Linked DNA regions of Mus musculus: regions 1 and 3 are each linked to region 2. The links are chromatin contacts, called in public HiChIP or PLAC-seq maps. All regions are on one chromosome and are shown on one strand. The core of a region is the stretch at or near the end of the contact, and the rest is flanking DNA. Distances in the headings are between cores, read along the strand shown. Region 1 overlaps Ptprn2 (protein tyrosine phosphatase, receptor type, N polypeptide 2). Region 2 overlaps Ptprn2 (protein tyrosine phosphatase, receptor type, N polypeptide 2). Region 3 overlaps Gm5441 (predicted gene 5441).

Region 1 (3,147 bases), core at 393-2,892, 250 kb after region 2:
AACAGGAATGTCTGGTCTCTCTATGGTGATTTGCATTCTCGGTCTCTAGATGTCCTGTGGGATGCCAGTCAAAGTTAGGCCACCAATGACAACCAACAGTTTCACCCAAGTCCTATAGAATTTAAATTGTGATGTCAGGTCGGCTCCTTCCTAAATCACTCAGTACTGAAACGAATAGGGGCACACAGTGGCCAAAACATGGACTGAGGCTTTGAATGGAGGTTCCAAATCCTATCTCCTCCCCAGCTTCACCTTAGCAGCCTTAGTGGCCATGAAACCACAGTGAGGACATCAAAGAGGGCTGAGAACAATGAGGCCAGTTTCCCTGTTCCTGGTCCATGAGATACATCTAGTTGCCATGGAGACCAGCATCTGCAGAACTCCCTAAAGAAGGCTTTTTACAGACACTGCTTCCCTCTGCTTGGAGACAGCCTGCTAGCTGGGCTGAGGGGGTGGGGAAGGGCTATAGAAAGGGACCCCAGCTGAGGGGGCTACAGGAATGGGACTCTGGCAGAGGGGTTTCAGGAAGGTAGCCCAGGCCGAGGGAGTGCAGTTAGGCTGAGGGAAGCTGCACAAAGGGCTGGGGGGGGGGGGCGCAGCAAAGGAACAAGGGGAAACCCCAAGCTCTAAAGTAGGGAAGGTCTGTTGTCCTTAAAGTCCAACAGTCATCCATGTTGTGTTTGGGTAGCTCTCAGGCAGGGCTAGAACTATCACCCATGCAGTCCTTTTGTTCGATTGATCAATTTGCATCTGACATCTTCAAAATGCAGCCACCTACAGTGTTGTCCCTGCCTGTGGGTCCAATAGGCCTGTACTGTCTCACTATACTCTTGAATTTCCTGGACCTTGCTCTGGGGCTATGTGGAATTCCAGCCTCACTATGCAAGTCAGCCATCATCCAAGAGTACGCCATTACGCTGTGTATTCCTGTCCCAGGAGGAAACAGTGGGCTAGTTTGCAGACAGAACTTCAGAAAGTGTATCAGGCTTTGAGCATATTCAACACATCTGTTTATGGCAGGATTGTTCACCTAGACTACTCTCCGAGTATCTCATCTCAGGGGCCAAACGCCCTTACACTGTCCCTCATGCTCAGTGGCCCTTGTGCATACCATCTGTTCTCAGTTCTCATACTTTTCCAAAGCTGTCTCTACCTCTTAACCCTAAGACCTGCCTTCGGTTAACCCCAGGTGTGCTGATGTGACCTGTTCTGTGTGAGCACTCACAGTACTGAGGGTTAACATTGCTACAGTTGTATTTAGCATACACTCTTTCCCACAAGCCATACCTAAGATGAAGAGATGGTGCTAGGTATCAGAGGATTAAGAAGAAGAAACTACAGAGTTGGGCCATTCAAAGTTAGATAACCATATATGCAGAATCAACTACCTCCTCTCTAGCCTGAGGTGGCCCCACATAGCCTGGCCTTAAGCATCAGAGAGTCAGGCAATGGCTCAGTGACAGTGGGAGATGAGACCACAAGCAGGCATCTGTGCTCACAGGCCCTGCTGAGGCCATGGGTGAGAGCCCGTGATGAGGGGCTTGAAGCTGAAGCCAGATTTCAGAGCAAGCTTCCTATTCTCCCTTCTCCTCATCTAGTTGCCATGGGAACTGGCATCTGTAGAATTCCCCAAAGGAGGCTTTTGACAGACATTGCTTTCCTCCTGTTCAGAGTCAGTCTGCTAAGCTGGCCTGTGAGAGAAACTGCAAGATGACCTAGTGTATAGGCTCACACCCTGCCTTCCTCCCTGAATGTTTATCTTGACCTTCTTGACCTGGTGTGTACAGGCTCATACCTTATCTTCCCCCACCCCAGAGCTTATCTTGAAGCCACTTATTAGATATGCAAAGTCACTCTGTAGTGCTCGACCCTGTTTCTGGAACAAGCTACTCCCACTTAGGTGTGAAGGCACTATCATCACTAAGCTAAGAGAATAAAAGAAAGCAGACACACCCTTTGTGTATTAACAGAAAATGAAGATCAACCAGTGAAGACACAGGTGGGGTACCTCAAATCTACAAAAGACAGGTTTGACTCTGCTAAAGATGGGTGAGGTGAAGAAGGAGCAGGTTTCTGCTGAGAGCCTCTGTGAGGTAAGAACTCCTTGAAGTTGCTGTTGCTAATGAGGGTCCCTTCCACAGACACAGCCCCAGCCCCTTGGGAGCATCTTCTAGTCACTGTATGATGGCCATTGCCAGGAACTCTCCAATCAGGCATTCTCAAGTCTCTGTCTCTCTGTCTCTGTTTCTGTCTCTCTGTCTCTCTATCTCTCTCTTTCTCTCTATATCTCCTTGTCTCTCTATCTCTCTGTATCTCTCTCTCTCTCTCTCTCTCTCTCTCTCTCTCTCTCTCTCTCACACACACACACACACACACACACACACACACACACACACACACCAGGCCCTTAAGGTCATGGGAGTGAAGGGGAGACACCAATTGCTGGCAAAGAGCAAGAAAGATGTTCAAAGAGAGCCAATTAACATCCACAAACCATCAAGGGGCCACAGAGCACCATCTGCTTCTACCTGTCCATCTTCATCCTATCCTGGTGGTATTTTGACACCACAATTCTACACTGTTTATATATGTGCAGCCTAAGGTTGTCGGGGAGGAATTCAGGCAAAGTCTTACAGTCACTGCCCATCCTAGTGATAATTTGTACTACTTTGTTTTTTTTTTTTTAAAGAGTTTATTTCATTTTATAGCTTGTAGTCTCCCATCCAAAGAAGTTGTTTACTGGCTTGCTCCTCATGGCTTGCTTAGCCTGCTTTCTTATACCATCCAGCACCTCCTGCCCAGGAGTGGCACCATTCACAGTGGGCTGGATCCATCAACATAAATCATTAATCAAGAAAATGTTTCTTAGGCTTGCCCACAGGCCAATCTGGAAGGAGTGTTTTTTTCAATTGAGTGTCTCTCTTCCCAAAGGATTCTAGCTGTGTCAAGTTGATTAAACACTAGCCAGCACACTGCCTCGGGCAGAGCCTGCCTAACACATCAGCCCACGCCTGCAGGGGAGAATCTGATTTTCCATTCTGCATCCCTGTTTACACTTGTAACTGCAATAGTCAGCTTTCTGTGATTGTAATGAGACACTCAGATAGTCAACTAAGGAGGAGGACAGGTCTATTTTGGCTCACGGTT
Region 2 (2,977 bases), core at 59-2,558:
CTAATGAGAAGTTTCAAATTGTCATCATAAAAGAGCCTGTACTGTGACTTCATGAGGGAGTATAGAGGGTGAGAGAGGGGACAGACTGCCCTCCTCCTTCACTCTCAAATCAAGTTTGGCAAATCCAAGGAGAAAACTTTGAAAAGTTTATTTTTACCTGGTAGGCTTCAGTGGCATCTGCACTGGGGTCAGCGCCTAGTCCAGACAACTTGTCCTTCAGCTTGTAGTGTGAGTTGTGGCGGAGGCAGTAGGCAAGGCTGGAAGCCAGGAGAACCCCCAGGATGCAGGCAATGGAGAGGAAGGTGAGCAAAATGAACTTGGTAGAGTCCTCTTGCTCTTCCTGATGCGGCAGGAGTTTGAGCTTTCCCTTCTGCAGGAGGAGGAGAAGAGGGAGGAGAACAGGTTACTACTCAGGGGACCTTGACTCCAGCAGCACACCCCCTCCAGACTTAGTGCAGCCTCAACATGAGGGGGCTGTGCAGGGACACACGTGCAAAGAAGTTCCAACACCATACCTCCAGACCGAATTTCTATTAAGCAGAAGTCAAGAGTAACCCCAATAGTGGCTGTTCTTCAAACTTAATAATGTAAAGTATTTGGTACCCAACTTGCTGCTTTAAGTAAAACGAAGTGTACATCATTCCTAATCAGATACAGATTTTGTCCAGAGCATGTAATCCAGCACATGCTTGGCAGGAGGTGGGTAAAATATTAACAGAACTAAATAGTCCCCAGTATCAGTAGAATGCACTGGCCAGAGTCATCATAGCTCTGGGACATGGCTTCTTCTCTAGAAGACATTCTGTGGGTTAATGCAACCAGCTCTAGTCACTCTCTATAAGCACAGACTCCAACTACTGGTACCTGAGTATTGTTCCTTCAAAGGGGACAAGGTCTTTGGAAATAGATGATTGGGAAGTTCACTTTGCATCTTGGGGGAATAGGTGAGAAAATCCTCTCTGTCACTCAAATCCAGGGCAGATAGCCAGACAGCGCCCCCCTCATTAGCTTTATTAGGAGGTGTATTAGCAACAATTAAACACGCCACAGGAAAATGGAAGGGCCGCAGGCAAATCGCCCACGACTCCCGGCCAGCAACCCCCACAATTACTCGGGAAATGAATGGAAGAGCACGCCCCTGCCTCCGTCCTGGTTGCTACAAGAGGAGAACAATTAGCAAACTCCTTTCCGCCACCTAATTTCGCGTGGTAACAAAATGGATTTTTCCCCATGAATGCCTGGCCGGCCTATTCATTATCTCTCTTCTATTAGTAATTTTCTGCTCCGCTTTCAGCCTCCCAACTCTTCGTTTCCTCCAGTCTCTGAGTGTACACAGTGTCTCTTATGTCAGGCCGGGCCCATTTTTATCTTGTAATCATAAAGGCCACCAAAGCAATTATCGCTAGTCTTGACTGGAAAAGCTGGTCATTAATTAGCCTGCTTTTGCCTTCGGTGCGCGGATTAGCGGGCGCTGGGACCGAGTTAATGGAAACGCGGGTTAAATGAGAAAAGACGCCGGGATTTCCTGCCTGGATGCGCGGCTTGGTTCTGCTTGGCTCTGGACCCAGGAGGTTCCTGGACTTCAGTAATGGATGGAAGAGAGGAAGGGAGGGGGCTCCAAGGCCTGGCAGAGGGGACCTTTGGGAGGGGAGCAGGAGACCCGGAGCAGGAACGTGGACACCTCTCCCAGGACTGAGTGGGCGACACCCTTGGCTGCTGCGAGCCAGCAGCATAGAAGATCCTGCACAGGGGAAAGCTGTGGAACCCTTCCCTTCCTCCTCTTGGCTTCCTCCCGGGTCCCCTCCTCTTTTCACTCCCGCCCACCCCACAGGAGAGCTTCTAGAAAGAAGTCATTCCAGAGTCTCCCGCCCCTCCCCCCAAGTCAGCGAAGTCCCCATCTCAGTTTCTAAGCTACACTTCTTTGCCCCAGCACGGGCAGGAGCATAAACCACACAAATAACCCTTTCGGCCAGGGTCTCGGTGGCCCAAATGGCTGTCCTCACATGACTGGATGTAGTTCGCACAAGAACAAACCCTTTTCCTTAAGTTCCTGGCCAGTGGACCTCCGCACCATTCGCAAAACGGAGCTGTTCACTCCCCAGGGTTCAGTGTGGTCCCAGGTATGCCAGGGCGGGAGCTGGTCACACTCTGCCGGATCCATGGCTGCTTTCCCACCGCCCTTGCCTGTCTAGCCTCTTCTCAGCAGACCACAACAAAGGCAGTGGTGGGATGGCAATGGCAAGGACACCTTACCCATCTCCTGAGCTGAGGGTCCCTGAACCAAGGCCCAGCGTAGGCTTTGGGCGGACCTGCACGCCACGTGGCGCTGGAAAAGGACCTCCTTAACCTGGCTTCAGGCACGAAATTCCTCGGCTTCAGGTTCTCAGATAACTCTAAGTTACCAGCCATGCTGGGCCATGGTATATGACAGCCCATCAGTACACTCTGCACTGTACCCGCGCTTCCACAGGGCTGGGAGCACCAAGCGATCAATGGTCCGTAGTATGAACTCCGCCTGACTGACAGCACTGCCAGGTGACAGACACTGGGCACTCTGGAGCCACAGGAAGAGGCAGGTGATGTTCCTACAAGTGAACGGCGTGGCAACCTGCGGGGCTGGCTGCAGGGCAACCAGTGAAAAGCCCAGGTGCCCCAGCTTCTTTCTCGGTTTTATTTTAAACCAGTTGGTTGCTGGGATTTTTCTCAGAGGCTGAACCAAATTGTCCGGGCAAGAGCAGAGACTTCCTTCTCAATGGGCTCCTGTGGGATAACTGAAGAGGGCAGGGCCAGATTACTCTAGGCTCCACCCATCTCTGTGCCCCTGAGTAGTCCAGAGGAGTGGCTGGTGACCAGGATTAGTGTCAGCTGTACTCCTGCCCCAGAACCCCACCAGATAGGAGGCTCACACCACTGGCCTATGGGGTAGGAGTCGGGGAGGCACCCAGATCTGAAACTATGGGCTTCAGGGCCTGCCTTG
Region 3 (2,992 bases), core at 89-2,588, 150 kb before region 2:
ATCTTAGGCACCTGTGCCCCTTGAAAGTCTAGATGATACCTTCCTAGGAAGGGAGCTTGACAGAGTCCCAGTCCTCATGGGAGGGTGCTCTAACCAAGATCTAGACCTTTTCAAAATTAGGCTATTACTTGTCTCAAATACTGGGGTCTTGATGACTGTGTCACACCTGGGTGTGTCCTCAGTTTGCTTTCTCAATGCCCTTGCCTGTCTACACCCTCTGGGCTCACACTGCGCTCAGTCTTGAAGTCACACTGTGTGCATCTTTCACACTCCACCCAGTCTTTGAAGTCACACTGTATACTTCTCTCTTTGAGTGAGGGCAGAAGGCAGGTGCTGTCTTTCTTTTATAAAGACTTTCCATTAAGCCAGTTGGGAGGTTCATTGCTGTACTATTCCCCAGTCCCCCATCACTACTAAGATGACCATTCATTTTGTTCTGCTAGCCCAGTAGCTTTCTGGTAACTTGTCCGAACCCTGATTGGTACCCTGAGCTAGGAAGGTAAAGGAGGCAGGACATACTGGGGGGATGAGAGGGGGTAAAGTCAGACAATCTGTCAATCATAAGCTGAAGACATTTAGACTTCTAATGTCCTCACTTACAACAGTAGGAGGACAAGTGCCATCAAAGAACATGGCCTTTGGGAGTTCTCGAATCTTATGGGATGCAACTCTAGAGTATGTCTCCTGGGAGCCACACACTGTCCAAGAAGTCTGTGGGGCAGCAAACTCATACCAGGAAATTTATGGGTGTTTTTGTTTGAATGTCTGCTCCTCCCACTTGGTGGTTTTTAAAATTTATTCATTTTAGATATGCATGTGTATGCATATGTGTGGGTACACACGTTAGAGCATACACGTGATGGTCAGAGGACAACTAGTTGGAGTTGATTTTTCTCTTTCCATCATGTGGGGTCCTTAGGGATCTAAAACTGGTTCTCAGGTTTCATGCCTGCCCACTGAGTCATCTCGCCTACCTGTATTTATTCTTTTTGTTGCTTTTGAGACAGGATCTTGCTGCATAGCCCAGGTTAGCCGTGAACTTGCTGTCCTCCTGCCTTGGGTTTCCTGAGTGTTGGGAGTAGAGACAGGCCTTTGTCACCAAGCCCAACTTCACTTGTTTCATAATTAACAATAGCCTTTGACCATCAACTCTTTAAAATAACTGTTGATGCTATGGGAGGTCCTGAGTCAGAGGGCCATAAGCTGAGGCCTGGTCAAAATGAGCACCTCAGAGGCAGGTGTTCCTCTCCTGTGTGGCTTTACATCTTGACAGGGTATAAAGTAGCAGGGACATGTGCTGTCTCCCAGCATTCTTTCATGGGCATAATGACTAGGCTAGAAAATCCAGCACGAAATGTAATTAGTGAAAGTCACAATACCCCAGCAAGCCTCGCAATCAAGACACACTGCACTGTGCTCTCTTGGAAAAAATCAAGAACGAGCTTTGTCTTCATTTCTTTCTTTGAGGTGATTATTCAGAAGCGGAGGGAAACACTGTGCCTGGAACAGGCCTATTGTAAGTGACAGGGTCCTCTGGGGAAGGCAGACCTGGCTACACATGGCTTGTTTGGTGGTGTATGAGTGTGTGTGTTATATGAAGAGTGTGTATGTTTCTGTGAGCATGTGTGTTTGCGTGAGGAGTATATGCATGTTTCTGTGGGTGTGTTTTTGTGTGAGCATGTGCTTTTGTGTGAGTGTGTGGTTATGTGAGGAGTGCCTTTGTGTGAAGAGTGTGTGTGAGAAGTGTGTGTTTGTATGAGCATGTGTTTGTGTGAGTGTGTGGTTATGTGAGAAATGCCTGTGTATGAGGAGTGTGTGTGTGTGTGTGTGTGTGTGTGTGGCATGTGTGTTTGTGAGAGTATATGTTGGTGTGAGGAGTGTATCTTTTTCTGTGAGTATGGATTTTTTTTTCCAGATAAGCTTCTGTTCTTCTACATTAAAATAATAGCCTAATTAATTTTCATATTCGCCTGGCTGTGCATCTAAGCCCATGTCACAGGAGGAAATTACTAATAGGGTACGTGCCAATTTTCAGGGTGCGTACTGCAGCCTGCATCAGGAGGGTGGGAGCTTTGTGTGCCTGACAATGGAGGGAGTCAGCCTCGGAGGCTGATTACTAGGGAGCCTCTAGACAGATCCCCCAGCCCATTGAAATTCCAATCATTTCCATGTAATATTCCCATCTAGATAATTGTCAACTGGCCCTTATCATTATTTATTATGCAAAATTGAATTTTTTTGAAGCGTGGAGAGAGGAGTAATTCCATATGCAAGCAGCTCAGACTCTCCTGTGTATTCTGATTACGTACATGTTGATAAATTCACTTATGATGAGTGACAGCGTGAGGTTTTGGGGTCAGATCGGTCAATCCGTGGAAGACGCTGATGAAAATGACTAACTAAATGCCAGCAGAATCCCTTGCGCACCTCAGGATGAGCATGCAGAATGCCGGTGTCGAGCCTGCGTCTATTAATAACTAAGTATGATTGCATGTAACGAGCAGAGAGCTTCCTGGTGATTGAAGTGCGATAGTTTTGATCTTCCAGATGTCGCTGCTTAGAAATTCACATTGCTCTTTTACTGTGAGATGTGGAATGACCTTCTCAGACCTCTTGCTGTTGACACCCCTATTGTTCCCAGCCCTGGAGTCAAGCCGGGGCATGTGTCTCCTCTGGCCTTGCTGCTGCTCTGCCCTTTATGTCATTTTCACTCACAGGTCCTTCTGTATGAGGCCATGTGGGTGGACAGCGACGTTGGGGTGGCATGCCTCATCCTCACCGTCACTATCTTGTCTTCACCCTGGGACTGGGTCACCTGGCACCTTCAGGAGGGGCAAGCTCACAGTTGCTCTCAGTGTCTGACTCAATGCTGTCTTGATTTGAAGCCTTGAGAGAAAAAGGTGGGAAGTCCCAGCCTAGAGCCCCCTTAGGGGGCAAGTAGGATCATGGGTGCTCAAGGACAGAGAGGGATTTGTCTTGAGTCCCAGAGGAA

The links. HiChIP or PLAC-seq counts read pairs in DNA pulled down with a chosen protein or histone mark.
Region 1: a contact with region 2 is called in an H3K4me3 HiChIP or PLAC-seq map of forebrain, with 3 times the contacts expected there. The contact joins two enhancer-like sites. A contact is called at or near these places in 4 of 115 datasets of contacts at active chromatin or transcription factors (embryonic basal ganglia, embryonic forebrain, embryonic midbrain and 1 more).
Region 3: an H3K4me3 HiChIP or PLAC-seq map of embryonic midbrain shows a contact between it and region 2, with 2.4 times the contacts expected there. The contact joins two enhancer-like sites. A contact is called at or near these places in 2 of 484 Hi-C or Micro-C datasets (embryonic stem cells and stem cell-derived neural stem cells) and 11 of 115 datasets of contacts at active chromatin or transcription factors (craniofacial prominence, embryonic basal ganglia, embryonic forebrain and 6 more).

Annotation. Positions count from the first base shown.
Region 1 is chr12:116,906,091-116,909,237 of GRCm38.p6, reverse strand. All of the region lies in intron 11 of Ptprn2 (protein tyrosine phosphatase, receptor type, N polypeptide 2), which reads right to left. Among named protein-coding and RNA genes, the nearest start is that of Gm31336, 150 kb to the right of the region's middle. Within about 2 kb of position 1,642, at least 36 of the 459 cell types and tissues checked have an H3K27ac peak or open chromatin away from gene starts, as enhancers often do. A contact at or near this core is called in embryonic basal ganglia and forebrain, where this site is marked.
Region 2 is chr12:117,158,987-117,161,963 of GRCm38.p6, reverse strand. Ptprn2 (protein tyrosine phosphatase, receptor type, N polypeptide 2) reads right to left here. Exons shown (of 23, transcript NM_011215.2): 13 at 158-370. Among named protein-coding and RNA genes, the nearest start is that of Gm10421, 9.2 kb to the right of the region's middle. Within about 2 kb of position 1,308, at least 25 of the 459 cell types and tissues checked have an H3K27ac peak or open chromatin away from gene starts, as enhancers often do. A contact at or near this core is called in embryonic basal ganglia and forebrain, where this site is marked.
Region 3 is chr12:117,304,322-117,307,313 of GRCm38.p6, reverse strand. The region is part of intron 1 of Gm5441 (predicted gene 5441); the gene reads left to right. Among named protein-coding and RNA genes, the nearest start is that of Gm5441, 31 kb to the left of the region's middle. Within about 2 kb of position 1,338, at least 12 of the 459 cell types and tissues checked have an H3K27ac peak or open chromatin away from gene starts, as enhancers often do.